Regions from separate parts of the Mus musculus genome. Here region 2 is linked to region 1. Evidence: chromatin contacts called from public Hi-C data. All regions are on one chromosome and are shown on one strand. The core of a region is the stretch at or near the end of the contact, and the rest is flanking DNA. Distances in the headings are between cores, read along the strand shown.

Region 1 (4,280 bases), core at 1,606-4,105:
GATATGGGTACAGGGGGAAAATTCCTGAATAGAACAGCAATGGCTTGTGCTGTAAGATCGAGAATCGACAAATGGGACCTCATAAAATTGCAAAGCTTCTGTAAGGCAAAAGACACCGTCAATAAGACAAAAAGGCCACCAACAGATTGGGAAAGGATCTTTACCTATCCTAAATCAGACAGGGGACTAATATCCAATATATATAAAGAACTCAAGAAGGTGGACTCCAGAAAATTAAATAACTCCATTAAAAAATGGGGCTCCGAGCTAAACAAAGAATTCTCACCTGAGGAATACGGAATGGCTGAGAAGCACCTGAAAAAATGTTCAGCATCCTTAATCATCAGGGAAATGCAAATCAAAACAACCCTGATATTCCACCTCACACTAGCCAAAATGGCTAAGGTCAAAAATTCAGGTGACAGCAGATGCTGTGGAGGATGTGAGGAAAGAGGAACACTCCTCCATTGTTGGTGGGATTGCAAGCTGGTACACTCACACATGGCCTCTGAGCTTTAGATAAAGGTAGGAATGTGGGTAGGCACTGGGATCACACTAGAGAGAGACTCAAACACCAAGGCTGAGAAGGCTGAGTGCAGTGAGCCCCTCCACACAGACAACATCCTTCCCTTGTGTGATCACTTGGTCTTTTAGACTCAGTTCAAATCCTCCCCGTGGGAGATCCCCTAACATAAAAAGGTCACATAAAACATGAACGGTCATGTGCCTTTCATATTTTACTTTCTCAGTTTTTAAATGTTTATCGTTATTAACTTATTTGGGGCACTAAATGCGCATGCATCATGGTGCATGTATGGAGGTCAGAGGAACACTTGTGGGAGTTCGGTTCTCTCCTTCTCCCATGTGGGACTTGGGGATCGAGCTCAGGTCTTCAGGCATCACCTTTACCCTCTATGCCATCTCTTCACCACACGTCATCAGTTTTTAGTCGACTGTCCTCTCCATAACATCATGAGTCTCTCAAGAGGAACAACTGTATCTTGACATCTGATGGAGGATGGCAGGTAAATATCTAAACAGATCAATCCTTTAGCAATAAAACCAATACATATTGAAAAGAGGTAAGTCCAGTGACAAGATGGGGACCTCAGCCCCCACGTCTATAGCTCTGTCTGGTCTTGGTGCCTGCTGAGCATGAATCTTGTACCCTGAACCTTGAATCTCAGAAGGAAGTTCAGGCGGTGGGTGCCTCCACCTTCATCTAGCCTTCCTCACTGGTTCCCGGGGCTGTCAGCGCGGCTCTCAGTCTTTTTGCACTAGGGCGGGCAGAGGTGGGATGTGCTCCTTAGATGCCTCTCCAGTATTCAGTGTCCACACTTCCTGGGATAAATCCCACCTCTGGGTTTTCCTTTTTGGGGAGAGGGGCAGGGCAGGAATTTGAAGCTGTCACTTCCTTGTGAAGTGTGAATACAGTTTAGCCATAGGCAGTTGTGATGTCCAGTGTTTGGGATCTATGGGCAAGTAGTTTTCCCAAAGCAGGCATTCAGTTCTGGAGCAGGCTTGACTCAGGCCAAACCCTGAGCCACTGTGAATTTGCTGGTGGTCTTCCGACTTACTGGAGTGATTTTTAGGTTTTCCAAATCTTATATGACTCTTTTTTTATCTCTAGCTGATAGACCGCATGTAGTTAGGTGTACATACAGCAGACTCTGGGCAGTTTTATTCCTGAGACTGGCCTTCCTGGGCAGCTCTTTGATGTCAGCACCTCAGACCTGGCAAGGCCTGGCCCTTTCCTGAGAGCTCCAGCTCTGCATTCCAGTCACTCCAGCATTGCAGGGACTCTCTTAAGATGGAGGACAGGCCACCTGAGGAAGTCCAGTGTGTTCCACCAGGAAATACAGTGTACAGACTGGCAAGGCCTCTCCCCTCCTAGGTGTGTCTCACTATAGGAGATCGCTGTGATCCGGGTAGTTGAGTATATGTTAATTTAAAATGCACATATTTTGCATTTGATTTCTACGGAGTTGAAATGTTGAGAGATTTAAAAAAAAAATAAAGTGTCTTCCATTGTTAAAAAAAAAAAAAAAAGAAAAGAAAAGAGGTAAGTCATGAGAATTGAGGTTTGATGACTGATCTAGGGGGTGCCATCTGCACCTCTGCTTGAACCTAACTGCTTGGGAAGCAACTGCTAACAGAATAAAGTATAGCTCCTGCCCTTCCATGATGAGGATCGGCAACTGGTATTTGTGGTAATTACGGGTTATTAGTGCCGTTAGCATCATCTTCATGCAATGAGCTTATTAAGACACACTCTAAAACTACAAAACAAACTGCAAGGGAAAGGAAAAGCCCAATCTATTCTCTCATGTTCTGATCTGCTGCTGCACACACAAAAGGAGCTCAAAACGCTATTATCCTTTAAACCAACAAAATAAAACAAAAAGGCCTAGATTCAATTGAATAACTCATGCATAAATGGCCATTTCTCAAAGGTCTTATTTAAAATAAACCACAGTGCTTTGGGTTTTTTTTTTTTTTTTTTTTTTTTTTTTTGGTTTGGTTTTGCTCTGGGCTTTTTTTTTTTTTTAACCCTAATAAGATTCTAAGTGAAAATAATAAATAATTTCTCAACTTAAAAAAGGCAACTCAAGAGGAGGTCTTAAGAAGAGAGATTTCATAATATATGTTGTTTGTTTCTAAATAGAACTGGAGCAAAACAAATAGGAAGTAAGAAAACAGAGCCCACACTATGCTAACAAAGCCTAAAATGATCTTAAGAGGAAGCAAGGGGTAGAAAAACCGAAAGCTCTATTAACATACTGACACAAAGCATACCTTGAACAAGGATTGCTAAGCAGCTCTTTGGAGCATTTTTCAAAAGAAAACTTCCCCCAATTGCTCATCACCATTAACACTGGGTGGCTGTGACCAACTAGAGCAGAGCAGTCTTTAACAGTGAGCCTCCTGCAGTATTCCTATAAAGGGCCCTTCCCACACGGGGAGTTAAGAGACCTAGCTCAGTGGTGGAATGCGCCCCGAAAGGGGGCAGCAAGGGCTTCTTCTAGATCGTGTGTCCTGCAGCTCCAGAGCAGAGCTGTTCTTTTGCTTTGCCAGGATTCATCTAGTCATTCACTTTATTCTGGAGGTTGAGCCCAAAGGCTTGTGCATGCTGAGGTGTTCCCACAATGCTGCACGTGCAGCCGAGAGCTGCTTCTGCATCTCCCGCCCAGTAATGGCAGCGTATGACACAGAGTTAGACCCTTTGCTTAAGAGCTCAGCTTTCCAATGCTCAAGTTCTGCATCTATACAACAATCTAGCCTCCCATGAGGCTGCTGTGAGGATCACACATGGGAATAAAGCATGCCTGGCCCACAAGAAGTACTTAGTATACATTCAGCTGCTCCCTTTCCTGCCTCCCCAGCCCTCTGACTTTCTCCCTCTATCCTCAGTCCCCCTTTCTTCTGGTTTTCTGACTCCTCATAAATATTCAGTGACTCTATCTGTTACTCTTTTACTTATTTCAAAGTTCCAGAAGAATGCCTGAAAACCTGATTTGTAAGAAGCCAGAATAACTACTACAGAAGCCCACGTGCCCTCTACTCTGCAGCCCATGACTCCTGAGTTAGCTGGCACACAGTGGGCACCCACAGACTGGGCATAATTAATGCTTCCCATCAGTAAGAGACTTAAACAGTACAAATAGTTTCACGTGCTATTTCACAAACCACAGACTTCAGAATAGTTTATATTTAAATACAGTTATATTTTTAAAATCATTTTAAATTCTCTTCTGCGCTAAGTAAAATTGTTATAATTTAGTGACACCATGTGGCTATGTTTTGCTTTACATTCTTAGAAAATAAATGTTCCCCTCCAGTAGGCTGTTCAGTGCTAGTTCAATTATGACATCAAAGTTACAAGTAGAGGAACAATTCAAACTGTGTTTGCTAAAATGGCTACTTCTTCAAAGTGGGACCCTTCCCACTCTTCCATGTCTAAATAGGGCATTTCGCAAAGGTTTGAGCTTTCTGGTCCTGTGAGAAGAGTAAGACTCAGCGTGACTGACTAGGGATCTAAAGCCTCGGGGTGAACTGCCCAATTATGCCAGTGTTTGCCTTTCAAAGCAAACAAATGTTCTGTCTGCCCAGTTAGTGGATGAGATGGGGCAGAGGGAGTGGAGGCTGACCAGACACACACATCCATGCACTGCTAGTGTGGCGAGGAGAGAACGCCCCATAAATAGAAACACTTCTCTCCTCATTTGCTGTACCTGTCCCCTAGATCTACAGCCCTGTGAAGGTACTATAATCTAATGAGA
Region 2 (4,812 bases), core at 553-3,052, 120 kb before region 1:
CTGAGGGGGGCTTAGGAGAGACTTCTCCACCACTGGTGGAAGGACAACTAACCACGGTCATACAGAATGGATGCATTCAAACTCCTGCTTCACACATTTGCAAAATTATCTCAAAATGGAGGAGATATTAGGTCTAAGGTCTAACCTCTCAGAAAACGTAAGTGTCTGCTTTCATGAGCTTGGCTCAGGCAAGAGCTACTCCGATATGAAAAGGGGATGAACTAGGCTTCATCAAAACGAGAATGTTTGAGGGAGAATGGATACTGCAGTGAAGTAGATGCTTAGCATACACAAGCCCCCTCCCCCACACACACCAGAGCAAGTGTGTTAGGAACATAAAGAGACACTCCACACAATGCGAGAAAAATCTTTTTAAATGACAGAAATAAGGATCTAGAACCCATATTATATAGAGGTTTAAAACCCAATGGCTAAAATAAAAAAAAAAACAAAACAGCATAATCATATGTTGGCCAAGTAAACAAAAATGACTCCATTTAAAAATAAACAAAGGAGCTGAGTAAGACATCTTCCCAGAGATGACGTACACTTTCAACATCAGCAGGAAGAGGTACGCCACACACAGCACTGCTCTCCAGGAGGAGCCAATCAAGAGCACGGAGTGTCCATGAGCATGAGGACAACCACTGACAGTGTGTTACAGCAGGCGGCTCCGAGGCTCCCCATGAAAAACATTATAGCCGCTCCTCAGAGAGGTCAGCACTGAGCTGCTACAGCTACAGCCACGACAGTAACCTAGAAAGCTCTACACATGCATCTACACAGACACTGGACATGGGTGGTTCCTGCAGCTATTTCAGAAAAGCTCAAAGATTCCATTCCAAGAACCACCTAACCGGCTGACAGGCCTCCTCCTACCACTGCTGACCCTGCGGTACACCGTTATGTCACAGGCGAGAGGGAAGTGCTGCTACTCATCACAGCACAGCCAAAGCTCGAGAACATTTCAAAAAGTAAAATAAGAAAAGACCTTTGGTGTGTAAAGCATATCTCATTTTTAAAAGTGTATCTAGAAAATTAGTAACAAAATAAAGCCATTCATTTAGATTACTGACCCATTTTCTCCCAGCCCCCTCAATCCTGGGTCTTTAATATCTTAGTACACCGTTACACCAAAGTGTGTAAACTGAGCAGGTGAAGGAACAGAACACATGGATGTGATCTTATCCAGCTCAGTCTGAAATAAAGGTGCATTCACTGCTGACAGCTGATCCAGGACAATAAAAGTCAGACTGTAAAGACAGAAAGCCGCAGAGCAGAGCGAGTGAGGAAAAACCCATCCCAGGCTACCAAATACACAGACCTGTCAGCCTGGCATGCATTGAGATCTTACTCTGCCAAACGCAAATTCAAAATAAATATCAGGAATCTAGACAGAGGGAAGCTCAAACAAGCAAAATCATTTCTAGTTGTTAATGCAGATGAGAGAAAATAAACAGATGTGTTTTGTTCTGGGCTTGTTATTATCAAATTGGCACAGGCTGGAAGGCAGGGACACAGGAAGAGCACTGGGGGGGGGGCATGAAATGATGGGGTTCAGCTCACACCTCTATTTCAGGGATATTCAGAAATTACTTCACGGATAGAGGTCAGACCTTCTAGTGTTTGTCAATTCATGCTGCAAGAATGAGGCAAGAAGCTCAGCTGCGACTGCTTGGACCCTCAGTGCTTCCTGCCCAGGGATACAAAGGGATCCTTGGCTCTTCCACACACTGAAGGAGTCAGTCACAATGTACGCATCTCCAAACCAGACAGAAACTGCCTTCTGCTCCTGGCTCAGTTCTAGGATATACTGTGATGCTGGCTTCTGTCCAGAGTGTGCTGAGGAAGGACCTCTGGTGCCTCCACAGCTAACCTGGGCAGGACCGAAGCTGCATGCATCTCTCTCACTTTCAACCTTTTACAGAAAACAGAAGCTCTGTAACTGAAGATAATTTGGAAATTGGCATGAGAATTTAAAAAAAATAAATCCAATTGGACAATTATTGTAAGGCTCCTGCCAACTTTTGGTTCCTTGCCACAGAGAGTAATGATTCCTGCCAGTCACTAGGAAAAGAATAGCTTCTAGAAAAGCCAAGTTTTGATGAAAAAAAAAAAAAAAAAAACCCAGTAACCCTGCATCAGCACATAGCAACTTGTAGGGAGCTGGGGCTCTGCAAATCAGATTCAAATTCAGGAACTTAATTTTTGCTTCTGCAAAGGAGTTCCAGGCTGGGAACAGAGCTCGATGGTAGAATGTTGCCTAGAGTGTGTGAGGCCCTAAGTTCACCTCTCAGAGTAATAAGCAAGCAAACAAACCAACAAACCAATGCGAAGTTCCTGGCAAAGAATAATTATCATATGGCCTTTGCGGTGCAGACCATGGATAGATAACACGTGCTTCAAGGGCAACGCAAAGACCTCAAGTTATTCTGTCCAAGTTTATTCTGTAATGTTGAAAAGCAAAAGAAACAAACCCAAGCCAATACAGGCAGAAAGTAGCCATAGCCCCCATATGTTTCCACATTAAAGAACTAAACAAATTGGGTGTGGTAGCACTCACCTCTAACCCCAAGACTATGAAAGCAGAGGCCAAGAAAGCAAAGTTCAATTCAGCACCTAGGACAGTTCCCCAAATGCCCAGTGAGCTGAGACATTACACTCTGAACACTTTGAGAGAGTAAGCTTTATGAAGGTGGGAGGGAATTGGGAATCAACAGAAGCCTGTAGACTGTCTCTGTAAGAGGATCATTTTTGTTTGTTTGCAACAGAGTTTCTCTGTGTAGCCCTGACTGTCCTGGAAGTCACTGTAGATTCAATTGCCCTGGGTGTTAGGATCCAGGCATGCACCACCCCTGCCCCACTGTTAGAGGATCTCAAGAGGCATGTGCTAGAAAGCTGCTCACACCAAGTGGGCCTCCAAACTGAAACCTCAGCCAAGCAAGCTGGTCCACAGGCGCCTGTGAAGGACAGGGCCAGTGAGGGAGGGGTACCTAGCACCTTGTCTCAAAAAGCGAGACTACATGCTCTCAGTTAACCATGAAGAGCAGCAGCCAAGCTTTAAAAAAAAAAAAAAATCTCTGAATTGTACCACCATCACCAAAGTTTCAGCAAGGCACACAACCACAGTATACAGAACACACAGTACCATCCTCTTGTGTTTCCTGTCAGGATTGATGCTCAGGAAGAGTTATTAACTAGTGGATTTTGTTTTCACCATGATAGGGAATTGGCACTCCCAGTCACAGAGAGTTCATGGCAGCGAAGGACTGAGCCATCACTCTGATACCCTCACATAGGGTTAGGAATGGACAGACTGCTCAATGTCAAATGAGAGAGTGCTCTAAGGAAGTTCTATGTGTATTACAGCATCCAGAGCCAGTGTCTGCCCTGATGCCTTATCAATATCCGATAGGACTGACAGTGTACCACCTCATTAAGTGACTCATCCCCAAAGTAGTCACACCATTAATAAGAGGTAGAGTTAGGTCCAAAATGGAAGTTTTCATTGAAAGCGCATCCCTCTTCTGAGCACTTTTGTTAATGAACACACCCACAGAGGCAGAGGACACAAACAGAAACACATGGGAGAAAACTGACGAAAGGTAAGTGTTGGGGTGATTCCCTCAGTGGGTAAGAAAACACTTGCTGTGTACGCTTGATGACCTGAAACCTAGCCTTGGGAGGGAAGTCAGAGACAGATCTCAGGACATTCCTGCCCAGCCAACTCAGCTGAAATTACAGGGTTCCAGTCCACCGAGAGAGCCTGTCTCAAGACAGTAAGGCAGTCAGTGATAGCAGAAGGCACTTCATATCATCTTATGGCATTCACAGTGGCACAAGTGCTCACAGGCACTCGTGTGTACACATCACACACACACACTTTACATGCGTGTGCTGCAGAGGCACGTTGTGGTCTGGTCCTCATTCACACTGGCAATGTCCTTGCTCCCTTCAGTAAGGAACTCTGCAGGTGAGCATTTCACAAAAGATTTTAATTTTATTTTTCATCAAATCTGGGAAACTATCTGATAACCCCACTGTTTACTGTTTCAACTTTTATATTCCTTTTGAATCAACTTGCAACACATCTGCTGATAACATAATAAAGAGAAATTACCAGGGATTAAAGCATGAGTCATTCTGGGTAAGTTCCAACATTTGTTCCCAATCTAACTCAAATGGCAGCTTTCAGAATGAGCCTAGAGGGCCATTTTTGGAACAACAAAAGAGGATCTTTTGTTGTGTGTTCATTTTCAATTCTGGCTCACTGAATTTTTATATCTAAGACCAAGGATTTTGAGGTATGTTTACTGTTTTGATGAGTGTATTAGCCAGCTCCTCCTGGGTGCGACCTGCAGCAGCCTCTTGCAGATTCCGGCTAGGGTTTAAAATTCTTGTATGTCCCTGAAGTTATTTTCCCAACAGTCTAGATTTGCTCTGTTTGAACCAAGGAAAAAATGGAAGGTAGGCTGGGTAAGTAAAGGCTAAATGCAAAGCAACACACAGGACGAATCAGTTAAGTGACTGTTTTCAGAAGAAAGCAAAAGTGTTTCATTTTAACAGTGCTTTCCTATGCTGGCGTCCACAACGAAAATCAATAGGAAGCCCTGAAAGAACTATGCAACTGGACTCGGTCAGCAGACCAGCGAAAGTGCACGGTGCTTGTTTGCCTGGCCTGGCTGATTTAAGAATCTCTGAATTCAGGGGCCCAGATGACGGAGAATCAGATGTATGATCAAAAGAAAAGAAAGCTGTTCCCTGTTTGTTCTCTGGAGATTACCTGATTATTTTTTTCTCCCAGAGATGGAG

The links. Hi-C and Micro-C count contacts between places; a contact is called where the count stands out from the background.
Region 2: a Hi-C map of cortical neurons shows a contact between it and region 1, with 2.6 times the contacts expected there. The contact joins two enhancer-like sites. A contact is called at or near these places in 1 of 484 Hi-C or Micro-C datasets (cortical neurons) and 2 of 9 other capture datasets (adipose tissue and liver).

Annotation. Positions count from the first base shown.
Region 1 is chr17:30,504,221-30,508,500 of GRCm38.p6, forward strand. The region is part of intron 6 of Btbd9 (BTB (POZ) domain containing 9); the gene reads right to left. Among named protein-coding and RNA genes, the nearest start is that of Btbd9, 70 kb to the right of the region's middle. Within about 2 kb of position 2,856, at least 22 of the 459 cell types and tissues checked have an H3K27ac peak or open chromatin away from gene starts, as enhancers often do. A contact at or near this core is called in cortical neurons, where this site is marked.
Region 2 is chr17:30,387,264-30,392,075 of GRCm38.p6, forward strand. The region is part of intron 6 of Btbd9 (BTB (POZ) domain containing 9); the gene reads right to left. Among named protein-coding and RNA genes, the nearest start is that of Btbd9, 190 kb to the right of the region's middle. Within about 2 kb of position 1,803, at least 17 of the 459 cell types and tissues checked have an H3K27ac peak or open chromatin away from gene starts, as enhancers often do. A contact at or near this core is called in cortical neurons, where this site is marked.